Linked DNA regions of Pan troglodytes: region 1 is linked to region 2. Evidence: chromatin contacts called from public Hi-C data. All regions are on one chromosome and are shown on one strand. The core of a region is the stretch at or near the end of the contact, and the rest is flanking DNA. Distances in the headings are between cores, read along the strand shown.

Region 1 (4,465 bases), core at 1,239-3,738, 170 kb after region 2:
ACTGGAGTACAGTGGCACAATCTCAGCTCACTGCAACCTCCACCTCCTGGGTTCAAGCAGTTCTCGTGCCTCAGCCTCCCAAGTAGCTGGGATTACAGGCGTGTGCTACCACACCTGGCTTTTTTTTTTTTTTTTTTTGGATTTTAGTAGATACGGTGTTTCACCATGTTGGCCAGGCTGGTCTTGAACTTCTGGCCTCAAGCAATTCACCCACCTTGGCCTCCCAAAGTACTGGGATTACAGGCATGAGCCACTGTGCCCAGCCCGGAAAGCAAAAATTCTTTACTTCTCACTTGACCCAGGGTTTAACTGGAAGCTTACCATTAATTTGGAACTTGGGATAGTTTTATTGTTGAGCCTGGAGGCAGCCTAAGAAGTTCTGTAGGCTTTTAACACTCACAGTGAGTAATCAGCAGACATCACATGTGGCTGAATAATCCAGAAACCAGTTTGGTAGCCAGGTTTCCAAGAGTTTCTTTGTTTCCTTGGTACTGGACAGTGGGAGACACAAGATGCTATCATAGGCCTGTGGAGGGTGCAGGGACTGGTGTGCACCCACAGGCACGTGTGTGACAAATGCAAGTTAATGGCTGCAGTCAGTGTTTGTCATTTCTGTATAGGGCTGAACTGAGGAGTATTCAACTATTTTCTATCTATGATTTATAGCAGCAATGATGGTCTTCAGAGGCATTCAGGACAAAGAGAGCTTGAAAAGGAAAGTATTTTGCCTCTTGTGATGTATTTCACTAAACTGGAGCATGCGCATTGCAAATTCAAGTCAGCATATTTAATAAAGTGTATTGTGAAAGCAGGAAAAAAGCAAGAAATTAGGCAACTTTTGGCCAGCCTAAAATCATTGGTTAGCAGAGCTCTATCAACTGTTGCTTTCATACAAGAAGGTATGAATGATTTTGGATCTTTGCAGTGGAACCTCCCTAGGTAGGTAAAGTCACTGGCGTGGATAAATTGACCATAATTTAGTCCTTAATCAAATGGTTTTGTTAAGACCACAGACCCAAACAACCACTCAGTCATTCCTATTTTGGGACCAGTGGAAGCATCTCCTACCTGCTGGATTCTTGCAGTCTGTCTCATTTCAGAAGGCTCTCTCCTCTGTTCTCATTGATGGCTTCCAGGGAGTGTGATATGCCCAGCACCTCTGGGAAACCCAAGCTGCTTAAGAAAAGCAAAGAGAATTGCAGGCAGATGAGGTGGACTGTTTGCCCCTGATTCCACCTCACCTTCTCCCATTTGCTTCATCTTTGCTCTAAATGTGGTCTTCTGGTGTAGGAAGGGGAGTGAACCTCAGAGTCACTGGGAAGAACTCACGGGCTCTGCTGAATAAAGGCCTCCCCTGCCCTGGAAGGCATTAACCAGGAAGCAGGGAGCCTGTCTGTGCTCCAGCCTTGTGCTGCACTTGAGCAAGCCCCTCACTGGTTAACAGTGGTTGGCGGTGCCAAGGCCCTGCTCCTTTGGACCTGAACCTAAAGGAAGGCTTTCTGGGCATGGCTGGAAAGGAACTCCCCTTCCCACCTAGGAGAGGTTGCTGATGGAGCTGATCATAGAGGATCATTGGGCGTCCTTCCCACCATGGGAAAGTGAGGCCCCAGCCATCTGGGGCAGAGAGCAGAGACATGCTTCAATCTCAAGACTCACTAGTTCAGTGTGAGGCAGGAAAAGTCATCACTGCTTTGTGCTTAGAGGTCATTTGAAGGTTAGTCTTTCAAGAGTGTGGAGCTGCAAAGGGAGGCGGCCAGAGTTTGCATCCCACTAAGTGGCTCAAAAGTGAGTCACTATGCCCCAAACTTGTGACCTCGCCATCCTGATCAGCCCAGGAGACTGTATAGACTCTGCGGATTCCTGGGGAAGCTTGCTGTGTTCTTCATGCCTCTGGTTTTGAAGGAACATTTGGTGATGTTTTTTGAGGGCCTGCTACTTGCCAGGCACCATTAGGGGCCCGACGTGCATGATCTCATTTAGTTCTGACAGCCCAGTGAGTCTCTTAACAGATGAGGAAACTGAGGCTCACGGACGTTCTTGCCCCGTACCATGTCCACTCAGCAGGGTATGGTGGAGTGCGTGTTGGTGCCCAGGACTAGCTGGCCCCTTGGCTACTTCTGTTATTTTCAGGCTATCCTGAGGACACCCATCACTCCACTGAGAAGCCACAGGTGGCTTGGGGAACCAAATACTGAATTTTATAGAGTGGAGTTCTCCCTATGATTTCATTTGACAAAAGGATTCCTTTATTTTTAAAAAATTAAAATTCCCTACTCTCCTTTGTGTTACTTTGAGTCCACACCTACTCTAGGGTCACCTGCCCCTCACCTAACCCGGGTAAGTGGCCATGAAGTGAGCACATTGCAGTTCAGAGTGAGGTTCTAGGCTGAGAACAGGTGGAGTCCCTAGAATGGGTTCTGACAGGGCTACCGTGCACCAGGAGCTGGGATGGAGGGCTGCCCATGGTAGTATGGATTTGGTGGGAACGTAAGGAGACCTGCTGTCATCAGGGGATGAGGATGGCTTCCAGGTAGCCCCTCCCACAGGTACACCCATGCCAGGAGGAAACATGATATCGCCCTCTAGTGAGCATAAGGTAGCACTGCAAGGGCGTGTATGTGCAGATGCACTTGTGGAACTGCTTGGAGGACCTTCCTGAATGTGCAGCCGATGCATCCTTCTGTGATGTGCACACCCTCCCAGGAGCCCCCTGCATCCCACAGTCAGAAGGCTCACAGTGGCCCAGGTTTTAGTTTTCAATGTCTCAGCTCCCTGTTGTCCTGCTCCCATTTTTCCTGACCCAGTGGGGATGCCAGTTTCCTTCTCCTGCCTTAGGGAAAGTGAATGTCCTCCCCTCTGTGTCTGTCTGTCCAGATGTCTCTGCTGCTGCCCTCGGGGCCTGCAGTGGAGCTGAGGAGCTTTATGATGTTTCCTTTGCTTACCACAGTACTTACCCAGCCATTCATCACCCAGACTTGAACATGTCCAGTGACAAGTGAGGAGGCTTGTAAAAATATTTTCTGTTCTTGCAGATGATGTTAACTTGTACCTAATGCGCATTTGTCTTATGACTCAGTCCTGAGCCCTGCTTCCCTTTGGAGCTGTCATTGGAAACACTTGCCAAAGTGTCTAAAGTCTGCAGGGTAACTCAAAAGACCTTTCTCTGTGCCCAGGGCAGGCTTGGTGCCTGCAGGGAACAGGAACAGTGCAGAGTGAGTGTGGGGCCATTTATCGGATTGTCCAGCCTGCTCTGAGACCCCAGACAGGTCTCCCGTCTCTTGGCCTTGGGTTCTCCATCTATAAATTGACAAGTTTGGACTGGAAGAGTGTTTTTTCAGGCTGGTTTCTATGAAGCCCAAAAGTTCCCCAGTCTACTCAGTTGAGGACCAGAGATGAAGAGCAAATGTTTGAAAACCATGGTGCCAGATAATCTCTGAGGACATGTTCAGCTCCAGGAGTTCTAGCCTCTGTGATTCTGCAGCCCTGAGCATGTCCTCATCCAGGCTGTAGAGTGGAGACAGAAGCAGTAGCTGTCACAGAAGCAGTAGCTGTGAGGGTTTGGTTCAGCCTCATGTGAGGTCTGGCTTGGGAAATGCAGCCCAGTTTCCACAGGGAAAGACCTCAGAGGGAGAAACTTCTCAAAATTGCACAAATGGTTCTAATGTGGAGCAGCCTTCTTCTGCTCCAAATATCCCACTTTTGCATTCTCTTCTGCCCTGAGACACATGCCCACATACACACAAACTCATGCCCCTCACACGATTCCTTCCTGCTCACACAATAATTGCCTTTCAAATGCCAGACTGAGCTCCTAGGCCTGAGACTCACTCCTGCCCCAGGTTAAGGAAGACTTAGCAACAGACTGGGCCAGAGCGCAGGACGGGAGGAGTGCTGGTGTCTGGGAAGGCAATGAGTCATAGGAGGCTGCATGACTTAAGCAGAGGGGGTGATAGCCACGAATACAGAGAGATGGGCCCATCTGAGAAGGGGCAGGGTGGGCAGCTTCCCTGACAGAAATCATAGCTAGAGGTCCCAGATGGCACAGACAGTCATGGGAGTATGGGCACTGCTGGCAGGGACAATGAGCCCAGCAGGCTGTCACACTGATATCTGGCCAACAGCCTGCTCCGCATCTCCCTGCTCCGGGTCTGGCTGAGTCACGTGGCTCACATGACTCAGAGTTGTTCAAGGTGGTGTCAGTCAGGAGGGGTGGAGAGGAAAAAGGCCTGGCAAAGGAAGCTGAGGTTCTAGGTTCAAATCGGGCTCTGCCTGACAGCCTTTCTCAGCGGGCTCTGCTCTTCAGGCCTTGATTGGCCCATCTGGTAAATGAGGGGGTGGGGCTAGGTGGCCCCAGCTCCTTCCCCTTGGAAAGACGTGGTTTTGTTGGTTCAGAGCTCAGCTTCGCACTGTTGTCAGCACCTTGCTCTCTGTACCCTCTCCACGGCAGGATTCGCGGGAGGGCAGG
Region 2 (5,016 bases), core at 2,408-4,907:
AGAGATAGGCTGCATCATCCCGGGCACTGACAGAAGCAGGCTGCTGCAGTTTCCATTTCTGTCACATTGGCCACCTTGGTGACTAGCCGTTAGTTTGGAGCCTGCCCTCACTAGAACAATTCTGGCTCTAGTTTGGAAATATTTTGAGGCTTTTCTGAGAAAAGAGTCTGGCCAGGGAAATACTCACTGAGCGCCAAGGGGAAGCCTTGACTTTCAGATAACCTGTGTGTTTTCTTGCCCACAGTGAACCCATTGCATAGATTACACTCTTAAGCAAAAAAAAAAAAAAAAAAAAAAAGGAGAAAAAAAAGCTGTTTTTAAGTCCAACCTGAACCATGTTTGCAACGTGTTTTGGTTTTTTGGTTTGTTTGGTTTTTTTCTGAGACAGAGTCTCACTCTTTTTCCCAGGCTGGAGTACAATGGCATGATCTCAGCTCACTGCAACCTCTACTTCTCCTGCCTCAGCCTCCCAAGTAGCTGGGATTACAGGCATGTGCCACCACACCCAGCTAATTTTTGTATTTTTAGTAGAGACTGGGTTTCACCATGTTGGCCAGGCTGGTCTTGAATTCCTGACCTCAGGTGATCTGCCTGCCTCGGCTTCCCAAAGTACTGGGATTACAGGTGTGAGCCACTGCACCCAGCCGTTTGCAGCTTTTAAAAAGTGCCAGCATAGGAAAAACTTACATGCTTTAATAGGCTTTAACAACTTTTGTGTGTAATTATTCTTTTTTAAAGATTCTACATGGTTTCTCCTTCTTTTCTATTTTTGTAATTGTTGTATTTTAATGTCTCTGATACATTGTTTGCTTAAAGTTGGATAATTCTTGATTCTTTCCCATAATTGGGAAACAGGCTATGGGAGGAATAATTGAAAACGGTAGGTATTTCCTACTCTTTCCTGCACTGGCTGTATTAACGGTGCAGGTGTCTGTTAAGATTTGTTAAGACCTGCATGCTTTCAGGTGGTACATGCCACCAAAATGTGATGGGGTTGGGGAGATGTGAACTGTGCAGTATGGAAAGCAGGAGGAAGTCAAGCCAGAAATTAAAACCTAACCACAGATAATCCACAAAGTGGGCAATGGAGCTATACGGCATTTGGGTTGGGAGTGATTGGTTGTGTGGCCATGGCTGACCCTCCCTGGTCTTCAGTGCAGGTCAACAAGTATGATTCAGGCCTCCTCTCTTCTGTCTCTGCAGAGCCTTTGGCAAGTTCAGCCTCCTCCCACCCCGGAATGAGTGACAATGCACCTGCTTCCTTGGAGAGCGGCAGCAGCTCCACCCCTACTAATTGCAGTACCTCCTCGGCCATCCCGCAGCCCGGTGCGGCCACCAAGCCTTGGCGCAGCAAATCCCTCAGCGTGAAGCACAGTGCCACGGTATCCATGCTCTCGGTCAAGCCTCCTGGGCCTGAGGCCCCCAGGCCCACACCTGAAGCCATGAAGCCGGCCCCCAACAATCAGAAGTCCATGCTGGAAAAGCTGAAACTTTTCAACAGTAAAGGGGGCTCAAAGGCAGGTGAGGGCCCGGGGTCCCGGGACACAAGCTGTGAGCGGCTGGAGACTCTGCCCAGCTTTGAAGAGAGCGAGGAGCTGGAGGCCGCCAGTCGCATGCTCACCACTGTGGGCCCTGCTTCCAGCAGCCCCAAGATTGCACTCAAGGGCATTGCCCAGAGGACTTTTAGCCGGGCACTGACCAACAAGAAGAGTTCTCTGAAAGGCAATGAGAAAGAGAAGGAGAAACAACAGCGGGAGAAGGATAAGGAGAAAAGCAAGGACCTTGCCAAGAGAGCCTCTGTGACGGAGAGGCTGGACCTCAAGGAGGAGCCAAAAGAAGACCCCAGTGGAGCAGCTGTGCCCGAGATGCCAAAAAAGTCCTCCAAGATCGCCAGCTTCATCCCCAAAGGGGGGAAGCTCAACAGTGCCAAGAAGGAGCCCATGGCCCCTTCCCACAGTGGAATACCAAAACCAGGAATGAAGAGCATGCCCGGGAAATCCCCAAGTGCCCCAGCGCCTTCCAAGGAAGGGGAGCGGAGCCGGAGTGGGAAGCTGAGCTCAGGACTCCCCCAGCAGAAGCCCCAGCTGGACGGCAGACACTCCAGTTCCTCTTCCAGCCTGGCGTCCTCAGAAGGAAAAGGCCCAGGAGGGACCACCCTGAACCACAGCATCAGCAGCCAGACTGTCAGTGGGTCCGTCGGGACCACCCAGACCACAGGAAGCAATACCGTCAGTGTTCAGCTACCTCAGCCCCAGCAGCAATACAACCATCCCAACACTGCCACGGTTGCACCTTTCCTGTACAGGTAGGAGCTGCCACCCACCTGTGCTGCCTGGGACATTGGGTAAAAGTTCCTTTATAGTGGATTCCGGGTCTGTAAGGGCAGGAGCTAGACTGTGCTCCAGGAATACTTAAGTCAATAGCTAAGAAACCATGTGATAAACTCCTAAGAGAAGCAGACACAATGTGCTCCAGGGAGCAGTTCATACAGCACAGGTTGGGGAAGGAACAGAGAAAGCTGAAGAAGGGAAGTAAAATGTGAGCTGATCCCAGGATGCATAGGAATGTGGGGACCCCAGGCCTTGTAGTAGCAGCTTCCCTGAGCAGAAAGCATGAAGGCCTAAATATGAGGGTGGGGGCGGTTTGGTGTCACCCGACAGTCCCCAGCATTAGTCCTAACACATCCCAACATACTTAAAAAATAAATAATAAACACCTGGCTCAATAACTAAGATTTCTTATAGCAGGGATTGCCTTGAACATCCAGATCCTCACAGTCCCTGCTGAGTGCTGGGGCTTTCTGAAGGGAGAGGGACATTGGGGAGAAGAGTAATGGTAGGGGAGGGGCTGGTTCTAGAAGTACAGAAGAGCTCATGTTCTGAGGACATAAGCCTGGGTGTTTGTGGCAATGGATGGATCCTTCTGTCCTTATCTGTCCCCTAGCCCCTGTCTCTTTGATGGCACATCCTCAGGACCATGGGAGGCTGTGTGGAGCCAGTCCACACAGTGGTGCTGCTGCTCCGTGTGATTCTGGTCAGTGACATTGCTCATTGCTCAGGCTACACCACACCCCTTACTGAATGAGGCACATGGGCTTCAGGGGCCATGTCATACACATGGATGAGTCCACTCCAGGCAGATGGAAGCTCCCCAGCCCCTGCCCTTAAAGTTCTTATAATTCCCAGAGCTTTCACTGACAGTGCCTGATTCGATCCTGTGCTGGAGATGAGCAGTGCATTTGGCCACACTGCACAATTGGATAACTAATACTTGTACACACAAAAGAGGATTAATGATCAAGTGTCACATTCTAGACACGTATTTTACAGTTGTACCTCAAGTGCATATATATGCACAGCTGTACACTCACACTCATACAGCCATACATGTGGACACACATTAAAAGTCACGTATAAGCATGGACACAAGTATACATTCATACATAAAATGCAAAGGCATATGTGCATACACGTATTTACATACCTGTTCAGGTGCATAGGTGCATGCCCAGACTTTCAGCTTGCTATGTTTGTATGATTCCCCAAAGAATTCGATATTCCCTCTTTCCTCCTGAACTGTGTTCTAGAGGTCTCTGTTACAGTTCCTGCCAATAGCTGGTGGAGGGACTGGCTTAAGTGCTTTCAAAGGAAAGCCAGCCAGCACCAGGCCAGCAAAGGAATGTCAGGCATTGCACTCCTTCCTTTTGTTCTGCTTGCATTCTCCTTCAGTGAGGGTCATACCAATCTTTTTAATTGGGAGGTCTCATTTTATTGAATCAAGTCATCAGCTCAGCTCACAATCCTGAGAAGAGCACCAGGGCTTAGATAATGACTCAGCTGGTCTACATACACGGCTTTTGTTTTGTTTTGTTTTGTTTTGTTTCTGGTTTTTTTTTTTTTTTTGAGATGGAGTGTCGCTCTATCGCCATGGCTGGAGTGCAGTGGCACCATCTCAGCTCACTGCAACCTCTGCCTCCCAGGTACAAGCAATTCTTCTGCCTCAGCCTCTCCTGAGCAGCTGGGACTACAGGTGCATGCCGCCATGCCTGGCTAATTTTTTTTTTTTTTTTAATTTTAATACAGACAGGATTTCACCATGTTGTCCAGGCTGGTCTTGAACTCCTGAGCTCAGGCAGTCCACCCTCCTCGGCCTCCTAAAGTGCTAGGATTACAGGCATGAGCCACTGCGCCCAGCCATGAACTGTTCTCTGAAGTGTGGAGGCAACTAAATAGCTCCATATGAAATTTTTATAATTCCAATAGCATTATTAGTCTTAAGGTAATACATATTCAGGATTCACAGCTTCTCAATTTGCATTTTCAAAATTAAAATATCACAGTCTTTGATCACCATCAATCCCATTCCTTCTTTTTTTGTTGTTTGCTATAATCATTTGAAAGATTATAAAAGATATAACCTTTTTTTATTTCCAGCTTTTCTATCAGAAGAAAAAGTCTTAATGATAAAGAGCAAATGTCTGACAGGAGGAAGAGGAAAACGTCTATGATGTGGATCTGACTAGCCCCATTTTTACGTTAATGCCCACTCTGGGTAACTAACGTCCTTCTGTCCCCTCTGAGTTGCCTTCATCTTTAGGGGAGTCTGGGAAGTGACGCTGGAAATAAGAGCACCAGGATACGAATCAGGACACCTGGGCCCTGTCCTTTATCAGCCCTTGGTGCCCTCTGAGGTCTTAGGCACTGGCTGCAGGAACAGGTATTGATCGAGTGTGGGTAGAGAGTCCGCTAAGGGCTTTCCACATCTTAGCTCACTTCATTCTTCCCACACCTCCATGAGCTAGCAGCTTAGAGGTAATTAAGCAATTTGCCCCAAGTCACAGAACTAGACTAGAGGGGCTCATGTTTAAAACCAGGTGTGGGCTGGGCATGGTGGCTTACACCTGAAATCCCAGCACTTTGGAAGGTCAAGGTGGGCAGATCACTTGAGGTCAGGAGTTCAAGACCAGCCTGGCCAACATGGTGAAACCCTATCTCTACTAAAAATACAAAAATTAGC

Evidence for each region. A called contact is a pair of places that touch in the nucleus more often than the background predicts.
Region 1: a Hi-C map of induced pluripotent stem cells shows a contact between it and region 2, with 1.9 times the contacts expected there. The contact joins two enhancer-like sites. A contact is called at or near these places in 1 of 7 Hi-C or Micro-C datasets (induced pluripotent stem cells) and 1 of 1 other capture datasets (stem cell-derived neural stem cells).

What each region holds. Positions count from the first base shown.
Region 1 is chr9:24,139,108-24,143,572 of NHGRI_mPanTro3-v2.0_pri, forward strand. All of the region lies in intron 37 of NAV2 (neuron navigator 2), which reads left to right. Among named protein-coding and RNA genes, the nearest start is that of DBX1, 53 kb to the right of the region's middle. Within about 2 kb of position 2,489, at least 7 of the 24 cell types and tissues checked have an H3K27ac peak or open chromatin away from gene starts, as enhancers often do. A contact at or near this core is called in induced pluripotent stem cells, where this site is marked.
Region 2 is chr9:23,963,039-23,968,054 of NHGRI_mPanTro3-v2.0_pri, forward strand. It overlaps NAV2 (neuron navigator 2), which reads left to right. Exons shown (of 39, transcript XM_508328.8): 8 at 1,204-2,305. Among named protein-coding and RNA genes, the nearest start is that of DBX1, 230 kb to the right of the region's middle. Within about 2 kb of position 3,658, at least 11 of the 24 cell types and tissues checked have an H3K27ac peak or open chromatin away from gene starts, as enhancers often do. A contact at or near this core is called in induced pluripotent stem cells, where this site is marked.